Regions from separate parts of the Sus scrofa genome. Here region 2 is linked to region 1. The links are chromatin contacts, called in public targeted proximity ligation maps. All regions are on one chromosome and are shown on one strand. The core of a region is the stretch at or near the end of the contact, and the rest is flanking DNA. Distances in the headings are between cores, read along the strand shown.

Evidence for each region.
Region 2: a targeted proximity ligation map of alveolar macrophages shows a contact between it and region 1. A contact is called at or near these places in 2 of 47 Hi-C or Micro-C datasets (embryonic fibroblasts and skeletal muscle) and 1 of 2 datasets of targeted methods (alveolar macrophages).

Annotation. Positions count from the first base shown.
Region 1 is chr3:101,643,663-101,648,286 of Sscrofa11.1, reverse strand. All of the region lies in intron 4 of GALM (galactose mutarotase), which reads left to right. Among named protein-coding and RNA genes, the nearest start is that of GALM, 37 kb to the left of the region's middle.
Region 2 is chr3:101,723,886-101,728,509 of Sscrofa11.1, reverse strand. All of the region lies in intron 4 of LOC102164129 (a long non-coding RNA gene), which reads left to right. Among named protein-coding and RNA genes, the nearest start is that of HNRNPLL, 27 kb to the left of the region's middle.

The DNA of each region.
Region 1 (4,624 bases), core at 1,592-4,091:
GCCCCATCTGGGACCTATACCACAGTTCAAGGCAACACTGGGTCCTTAACCCACTGAGCAAGGCCAGAGGTTGAACCCACATCCTCTTGGATACTAGAGTTCATAACCCACTGAGCCACAACAGGAGCTCCTCAATATGTATTATTGATTATATGACTCTGTCTCCATCATTACTGACCCAGTGTAGGCTATCTTTTCTTCTCTAGATCAGTGCCTGGCTTATATTATGAGCTTCATAAATTTGGATCAGTGAATGAATAAATAAATCTGGACAACCGGTCTCTAACTGGAGGGAAAAAAATCTCTTTAGATTTGTCCTATATCTGGTTACTAAAGTTATCTATCTAAAATTAAAATCTTGGGAGTTCCCTGGTGGCTCAGCAGGTTAAGGACCTGATATTGTCACTGCTGTAGTGCAGATTGGATCCCTGGCCTGGGAACTTCCACATGCCTCAGGTGTAGCTAAAATAAATTAATTTAATTTAATGCAAATCTTACTTTGATATTCTCCAGTTTAAAAAAAAAAGGTTTTTGTCTTTTTAGGGCCACACCCCATGGCATACGGAAGTTCCCAGGCTAGCAGGGGTCGAATCAGAGCTGCAGATACCAGCCTACACTACAGCAGCGCCAGATCCAAGCCACGTCTGTGTCCTACGCCATAGCTTACGGCAATGCCAGATCCTTAATCCATTTAGCAAGGCCAGAAATCGAACTGCATCCTCATGATCACTAGTTGGGTTTGTTACTGCTGAACCACGATGGGAACTCCCTAAAAAACTTTTAGATGCCTTCCAGACGCATCCCCCGCTGTGTCTCACTCACATCTCACCCTGTTTTAATACCCACCTCCCACCCACAGGGACCACCCAATGCCCTTTCCTTGCTACATGTACCCCTACTCTTTTCAAGGCTCATACTTTCTCTTTAGAAATGTTTCCCCACTTCCTGGAAAGAACAGATTCTTTGTTGCTCTTTGCATTTTTGTAATGACGTAAACTGTTTAGAGCTTATGTGCCCACGCTCCTTTATCTTCCTCTCCATTAAGTCTACCCCAGATGAACTATCAGAATTTACTAGTTACAGATCCAAAGTGGGGAGCTAGAAGGGAGCTGCAGGCTGAGTCTCTTTGGCTTGGAGCTAGAGAACATATCTATGCTAAACAGAAAAATGAAACCAAGTAGTAGCCAATCTGTACATGCTATGAACGGCTACTCTTTCCTTTCCCTCTCCACCCCTTGTTAGTCTTTTTCCATCCTTCTCTCTTCTTTACATTTGTTTTAAACAGAGTGTATTAAAGCGGTACCGTATGATAACTGGGATTCAGCAAACCTGGATGCAGCAGGTGTGCTACCCACCAGCAGTGCTCTCAAGTCAACCACGAAAACCCTCTGGGCCTCATAACCTAAACTCTAAAATCTCATTAGATTAGTTACGTTAGTTGAACTCCAAGTTCCTGTCAGTTTCTAATAATGATTCAAAGACCACATGGAACCTCTAACCCAGATAATTTTTCTTGGCCACACCCATGGCATGCGAAAGTTTCTGGGCCAGGAATCAAACCCCGCCACAGCTCCACAGCTGTAACCAGAGCCACAGCAATGATAGTGCTGGATCCTTAACCCACTGAGCCATGAGGAAACTCCATAAGCCAGATATTCTTAGCCAGGGCAGGGTTCATACTTGTATATCTGGGAAGATGATGAAAGAACTTAAAGGGATTCATAAACTCCTGAAATTCTGTGTAAAACCTTGTGTGAGTTGGTTGCATCATCTTGGTCTACAGAGGGGTTTTCCAGTCTTTTTTCCTCTCTTGAGGTAACAATAGTTTATGGTTGCCTTATTATATATTATTGTATATAAGGATAGTCATCATTTTTGAGACTAGCAGTGGTATATTTTCTTCTTTGTAATCTTCAGGGTAGTTTAAAAATTTTTTTTCCTAATTTATCACCATTAAATTCCCTGAAGGGAGCTAGAAGTCTAGCTAGAGAAGGAAAATGGCAAACTAAGAAGAGTAACTTCTCCAAGGTCCTACCCGGAGGAGCTATAGCAGCCAAGACTCTGGGTCAGAAAACCAGCTTTTCTTTCTGCTTGATCAGATCAATGAAATTGTCTTGTAATACTCACCAGCCCTTGTTCAGTCAGGACTGCAGGCCTGGACATCAGTCTGTGGAGTGTGGGAGCAGGCAGGCATGCCGGCCGCTCTATAAGTGGGAAGCCAGAGCATGGTGTTCTATTTGAGTAACACTAAAAAAAGTAAAAACTGGTGATAATTGAATCTTATGGATTATTATTTACCCTGGAGCTGTTTCTTGTATGACAGACTCTCCCAGATGATGTTCAAGGAAGTTCAATACAGAAACTCCAAGGAACTCTCCTGGTAGCAATGAACCCCTCCAAGGGGATGCATTATTGAATCCCTCTCTACAAAATGGCCCCAAGAATGGCTTTATGAGGCTTCAGAATAACATCCAAAGCCACTCATGTTCCCTGCTAGAAAATATCACTGCTACAAGATTGGCAAGCGTGAGCCAGCATGGTGGGAATTTGGCAGGAAGAAAGCTCAGAAATTAGCACTTGGCTAGGTGTTGTATAATTCCTATGAAAATTCCAGACTAACATCAAGTAAGTTTGTCAGAAGGGGAGTTATTTTCTAGAACTCTCACTACCACCCTTGGAGAGCTGGTAGTTTAACACCCACCCTTCCCACACCCCAGGTCTGGACAGATGCCTGGCTCTGGTTCAAACCTGGTGCATAGCAATCCTTAGAGGTCGCCCCATTCTTAAGGGGATGAGAGATGACTGTGGGCTTTGCACCATGGGCCTGAGGCTGACTCAAGTCTCAGACCAGACTTGCTTTCAGTTCAGCTAGCATTTGTGGAACATCCACTGATTGCTAGGTGCTGCCTAAGGCACTGGCCATAGAAAGATGATCAAACACTGTCTGTGGCCTTGAAAAGCTTACAGGGAGTGGAGAATCTAGTGTAGTCAGGGCAGTGCTAGAATTATTGCCCTTGGGCCTAAGGGGAGCATAAAGGCAAGGATTTGAAGAGGCTTTCTTGAAAGCACCCTGAGCTTCAGGAAGCTTCTTAGTATCTGTGAGGATCTAGCCACAAGGAGAGTAAGAGTACTAAGCACAGAATGTGGGAGTGGAGTAGGCTATTAAGCCAAAAGCCACAGAGACAGTTGGGCAGAGTGGAGGCTAGGGTGAGACAAGGGAGGTGCAGCACTGGGGTGCAAAACTTAAGGCAGCACTCACTTTCAGGGTCCTGCAGGTACAGAGTCAGCCTCTGAGAGTGACTGTATCCTTAAATTTTGCACCCTAGCTCCTTGCTTGCCTCACCCTTGTCCCGGCTTTGTAGTTGAGTACAGTCATCATGGGCGTTCTGTGCCATCCTAAGGAGGAGCTAGGATTTTATCTTTAAATCATGGGAGACTTCGAAGCATTTTAAGCCAGGGAATTGACCTAGCGAGACTGGCATTTTACAAATACTAACCCAGCAACTGTTGTGGGTGGGGTTTGACTGGAGCCAGAGATGGATGAAGAGTCTATTTTAATAACCCGAGCAAGAGATGAGGAGGATCTAAATAAGATTTCAGATGGAAGAAATATAGTCTTATAATATTAAGAGGTAAAAACCAGGAGGCCTGAATTGAATATAGAAAATGAGGAAGCAGGAAGGCTGTGTGATGACGCCTAGGTTTCCAGGACAGCTTCTGGGCAGTAGGAATGGAGATAGTAAGTAGCAGGAATAGAGGAGGAGGAGGTGGGATGAGGGATGGGAGTGGATGGAGGAACTATGGATTTGGTCTCAGAGATATTTGAGATTAAGGTGCCTGTGGGGCATCCAGGTGAGGATGTCCAGTAAGCAGTCAGACAGATGGGTACAATGTTTGAGGAAAAATAAGAGTGAGAGTATATTGTAGATTAAGCCATGTGGATTTCCCAGAGAGGAACTGCAGATTGAGAAGAACAGTGGTCTGAGGGCTGAACCCAGGGGAATCTGAGGAAACCCCCCACCAATATTTAAGGTGCAAGAGAGGTTCACAATAAAGATGTCAAGTCAAGTTCCCCTTGTGGCTCAGCGGTAAAAATACCAACTAGTATCCACAAGGATCTGGGTTCAATCCCTGGCCATGCTCAGTGGGTTGTTGTTTCCTTGAGCTGCACTGTATGTTGCAGACAAGGTTCTGATCTGGCATAGCTGTGGCTGTGGTGTAGGCCGGCAGCTGTAGCTCCAATTCGACCCCTAGCCTGGGACCTTCCATATGCCGTGGGTTCAGCCCTAAAAAGACATACATACATACATACATACATACATACATACATACATACAGGTGTCAAGTCAGATGGGCAGAGGAAGAAAGCAAACAAGGAGAGAAAGTGTCTGAAAGTCTTGGAGTGACCGGCTGTGTCAGCATTCCAGATAGGTCCAGCCCAGGCAACCTGGGAAGCATGCCTGTAGTGGTTGTAGTGGCTGTCATTGCGGGCCCATTTTAGAGTGTGACGGTAGAATCCAGACTGTGGCAGTTGGGGGAGTAAACTGGAAGTGAGGCAAGAGGATCAGGGACAATAAGCCAATGAGTGGTTCCCAGCTAAGGCAACTTTTTTTTTTTTTTCCTG
Region 2 (4,624 bases), core at 1,095-3,594, 81 kb before region 1:
GGCTCTGATCCTGTATTGCCATGGCTGTGGTGTAGGCCAGTGGCTAAAGCTCCAATTAGACCCCTAGCCTGGGAACCTCCATGTGCCTTGGGTACAGCAAAAAAAAAAAAAAAAAAAAAAAAGTAGTCTCATTTCCAAAATCATCAAAATTAAAATTATCACTTAGTAATAAATTTAACCAAAGAGGTGAAAGATCTGTACACTGAAAAGAATCTGATGAAAAGAAATGGAAAAGACACAATTAAATGGAAAGGTATCCTGTGTTCATGGATAAGAAAAATTAATATTGTTAAAGTGTCCATACTACCCCAAGTTGTCTATCTATAGTTTGAATGCAATACCCATTAAAAGTTCAATGACACTTTTCACAGAAATAGAACAACTAATCTAAAATGTGTATGGAACAACAAAAGACCCCCCCAAAGGCTACAGCTATCATACAAAGAAAAATAAAGCTGGAGGCATCACAGTTTCTTGATTTCAAGCTGTATTATAAAGCTATAGTAATAAGGGTATGGTACCATCATAAAAGTAGACACATAAACCACTGGAACAGAACCAGGAGCTCCCTCCTCCCAAAATGCTTATGTGGTCAATAATTGACGAGGAAACCAAGAATACTCAATGGAGAAAGGATAGTCTCTTCAATAAAGGGTATTGGGAAAACTAGATAATCATGTGCAAAAGAGGGAAGTTTTCTATTTCTTTCCTATCTTACCACCACTCACAAAAACTAACTAAAAATGGATTAAAGGAGATCCTGCCATGGCACAATAGGTTAAGAATCTAACTGTAGCAGTTCTCATTGTGGCTCAGTGGGTTAAGAATTTGACATAGTTTCCGTGAGGATGTGGGTTCAATCCCTGGCTTTGCTCAGTAAGTTAAGGTTCCAGCATTGCTGCAAGCTCCACAGGTCACAGATATGGCTCATATCTGGCATTGCTGTGGCTGTGGTGTAGCCTCAGCTGCAGCTCCATTTCTACCCCTAGCCTGGTAACTTCCATATGCCGTATGTGGCCATAAAAAGAAAAAAAATTTAATTAAAAAAATTTTAAATGGATTAAAGACTTACAAGACAAGTCCTGAAACCATAAAACTCCTAGAAGAAAACATAAGGATAAAGCCCTTTAACACTGGTCTTGGCAGTGATTTTTTGGATATGACACCAAAAGCAGAAGCAGCAGAAGCAGAAATAAACTGATTGGGACTACATCAAACAAAAGTTTCTGCACAGCAAAAGAAACAATCAACAAAATGAAAAGGCAACTTATGAAATGGGAGAAAATATTAGCAAACCACCTATATAATGAGAGGTTAATATCCAAAATGTATAAGTAACAGATACAGCTCAATAGCAAAATATAGTTATAAATGAGCAGAGTAAATAAATAGACATTTCTCCAAAATTCTTCTCAAAAAGATGTGCAAATGACCAAACAGATACATGAAAAGATGCTCAACAATACTAGTCATCAGGGAAATCCAAATCAAAACCACAGTGAGTAAAAACTACCTGTTAGAATGATTATTCACGAAATGGCAAAAGATAACAAGGACAGACAAGAATTTGGAGGAAAGAGCCATTTGCAGCAACATGGATGGAACTAGAGACTCATACTAAGTGAAGTAAGTCAGAAAGAGAAAGACAAATACCATATGATGTCACTAATATCTGGAATCTAATATATAGCACAAATGAACCTTTCCACAGAAAAGAAACCCATGGACTTGGAGAACAGACTTGTGGTTACCAAGGGGGAGGGGGAGAAGGTGGGATGGACTGGGAACATGGAGTTAACAGATGCAAACTACTGCCTTTGGAATGGATGAGCAATGAGATCCTGCTGTATAGCACTGGGAACTATATCTAGTCCCTTGTGATGGAGCATGATGGAGGATAGTGCGAGAAAAAAAATGTATATATGTATGTGTGACTGGGTCACCTTGCTGTACAGTAGAAAACTGACAGAACACTGTAAACCAGCTATGACAGAAAAAAAAATCGTTTAAAAAAAAAGGTAGTGTCTGATATATTGAGAGTCTCACATACCAAGCTCTTTGTGAAACTCTTTACATATATTAACTCACATAATCCTTGCAGCAATCTTGGCAAGTAGATACTCTTATTATCCCATTTACCAATGAAGAAAGTGAGACTAGAAGGTTAAATAACTTGCCTAAACTTACACAGCTAGTAAAGATTGTTAGGATCAGGTTTTCTTATATTGTGAGTAATAGAAAGCCATTTGAGCTAAATTAAACTCCCCCTTCTACACAAAAAGGAAACTTAAGATCAGAGGGGTGTTACCAGGAACTTGAGAGTCAAGAAGTAACATCAGACACTGGATGGACACGAGTCAGGAAATGGAAATCTGTTAGAGGCAGTGCGAATGCCCAGAATTTACATGAGGTTACTTTTGTGGTTGGTTCATCTCTCTCTTTCTCTCTCTCTTCCTTTCTATCTTCCTCCCACAAGGTTTCTTACTTCATTCTCTGCATATCTTCCTCCTCTGTTTCAGTCTTTTCTGTGGTCTAGGCATTTTCTCTGCTTTTCCATATGTGCATGGCAAAATATAGTTGCTCCCCAGCTTGCAAGTTTTCTTGTTCTAAATCCAAGTGGTCACTATTCTAAATATTAGAAGAGAGAATCCATTTGATCTTGTCTCTTCCTCTGATCCAATCAAATATTCCATTCAGGCTGTAGCATAGTACAAACATGAGTGTAGGGCATACTTCTGGGGGACTTCTCAGAGGAGGCAGCTGTGGTCTGGTCAGACTTCCTAAAAGATACATTCCCCAGTGCTTGAGACCAGGTTAGAACCCTGGTCTTTCTGACTCAGAGCTAGAGTTCTTAACTACCATATTAACCCAAAAGAAGGAAACTGAATGCTTACTGGATTTCCATGTTGTTAAAATCATAGCAGATAATGTATTTGTGATGTTTTATTTAGTAAGTGGGATAGAGATTCATTATAATATTCTATACACTTTTGTATACCTAAAATTTTTCATAATTTAAAGACAAGGCATCATAAAACATTGAGATTTTAGGAAAATATTCAAAAGGCGAACAAGAACTTTAATTTTTAGCAATATGATAGCCTCGCAGTATGGAGTCCAGTGTAACTCTCCCAGTAAAGAACATCTAAAAATACTGGATAAACTACTTTTCTAAAAAAACGCAGAACAGTTTTTTTGTTTTGCTTTGTTTCATTTTTTGCTTTTTAGGGCTGCACTTGCAGCGTATGGAAGTTCCCAGGCTAGGGGTCAAATCAGAGCTACAGTTGCCAGCCTACGCCACAGCCACAGCAACGCCAGATCTGAGCCACATCTGCGACCTACACCACAGCTCACAGCAACACCGGATCCTTAACCCACTGAGCAAGGCCAGGGATTGAACCTACATCCTCATGGATCTTAGTAGGGTTTGTTACCACTGAGCCATGATGGGAACTCCCACAGAACAGTTTTTTAAATGCATAGTTGACCTGGCTAGGATAGAAAGGAAATTCAGGAGTTCCCATTGTGGCTCAGTGGTTGGCGAATCCGACTAGGAACCATGAGGTAGAGGGTTCGATCCCTGGCCTTGCTCAGTGGGTTAAGGATCCGGTGTTGCTGTGAGCTGTGGTATAGGTCGCAGACGTGGCTCAGATATGGTGTTGCTGTGGCTCTGGTGTAGGCCAGTGGCTGTAGCTCTGATTGAACCCCTAGCCTGGGAGCCTCCATATGCCACAGGTGCGGCCCTAGGAAAGACAAAAAAATAAAAAGAAAGGAAGTTCAGAGGTGGGGCAGGGGGAAGCAGAAACAACCAAAAAAAGCAAGTGGTGAGTGTTTGCCCTGAACATCTGCTAACCCCTGGTGACCTAATACTTGAGCTTTAATAAACCTCTTGAGTATGAGGGCAATAGGAGAGAAGCATGAGTCCTTCACAAGATGAGAGATCAGAACAGAGACCCTCAAATAAAGCTAGAATGCTATGAAGATGACCCACTAAATGGATCCTCTAAGAAAAAATTCACCCAGGAGTTCCCGTCGTGGCGCAGTGGTTAACGAATCCGACTAGGAACCATGAGGTTTCGGATTCAGTCCCTGCCCTTGCTCAGTGGGTTAAAGATCCGGCATTGCCATGAGCTGTGGTGTAGGTTGCAGACATGGCTCGGATCCCGAGTTGCTGTGCCTCTGGCGTAGGCCCGTGGCTACAGCTCCGATTCGACCCCTAGCCTGGGAACCTCCATGTGCCGCAGGAGTGGCCCAAGAAATAGCAAAAAAGACAAAAAAAAAAAAAAAAAAAAAAAAAGAAAGAAAAAATTCACCCAGCAGTGTATGAAGGGAAGATCTTTATCTCTCTTAGCACTGAGATGCCCTAACCACAAACCATGTACTCACATAAATCCTAGGCATGCACACAGCCTATATGGCCCGAGATACCCCAAACTGAAAACTTAGCTACGTGGTCCTAGATTTTCAATGCTCCTAAGCACTTAGCAGATACAAAAAAATTTATCTGTGGTAGGACACATTTTAAATCTAAGCTTCAGAGAATTCCCACAAAGTTCCAACGAACATGATTTCATAACCAAAATCACAAAACATTTGAGAAAACAAACCATCATACTGAGAGTCA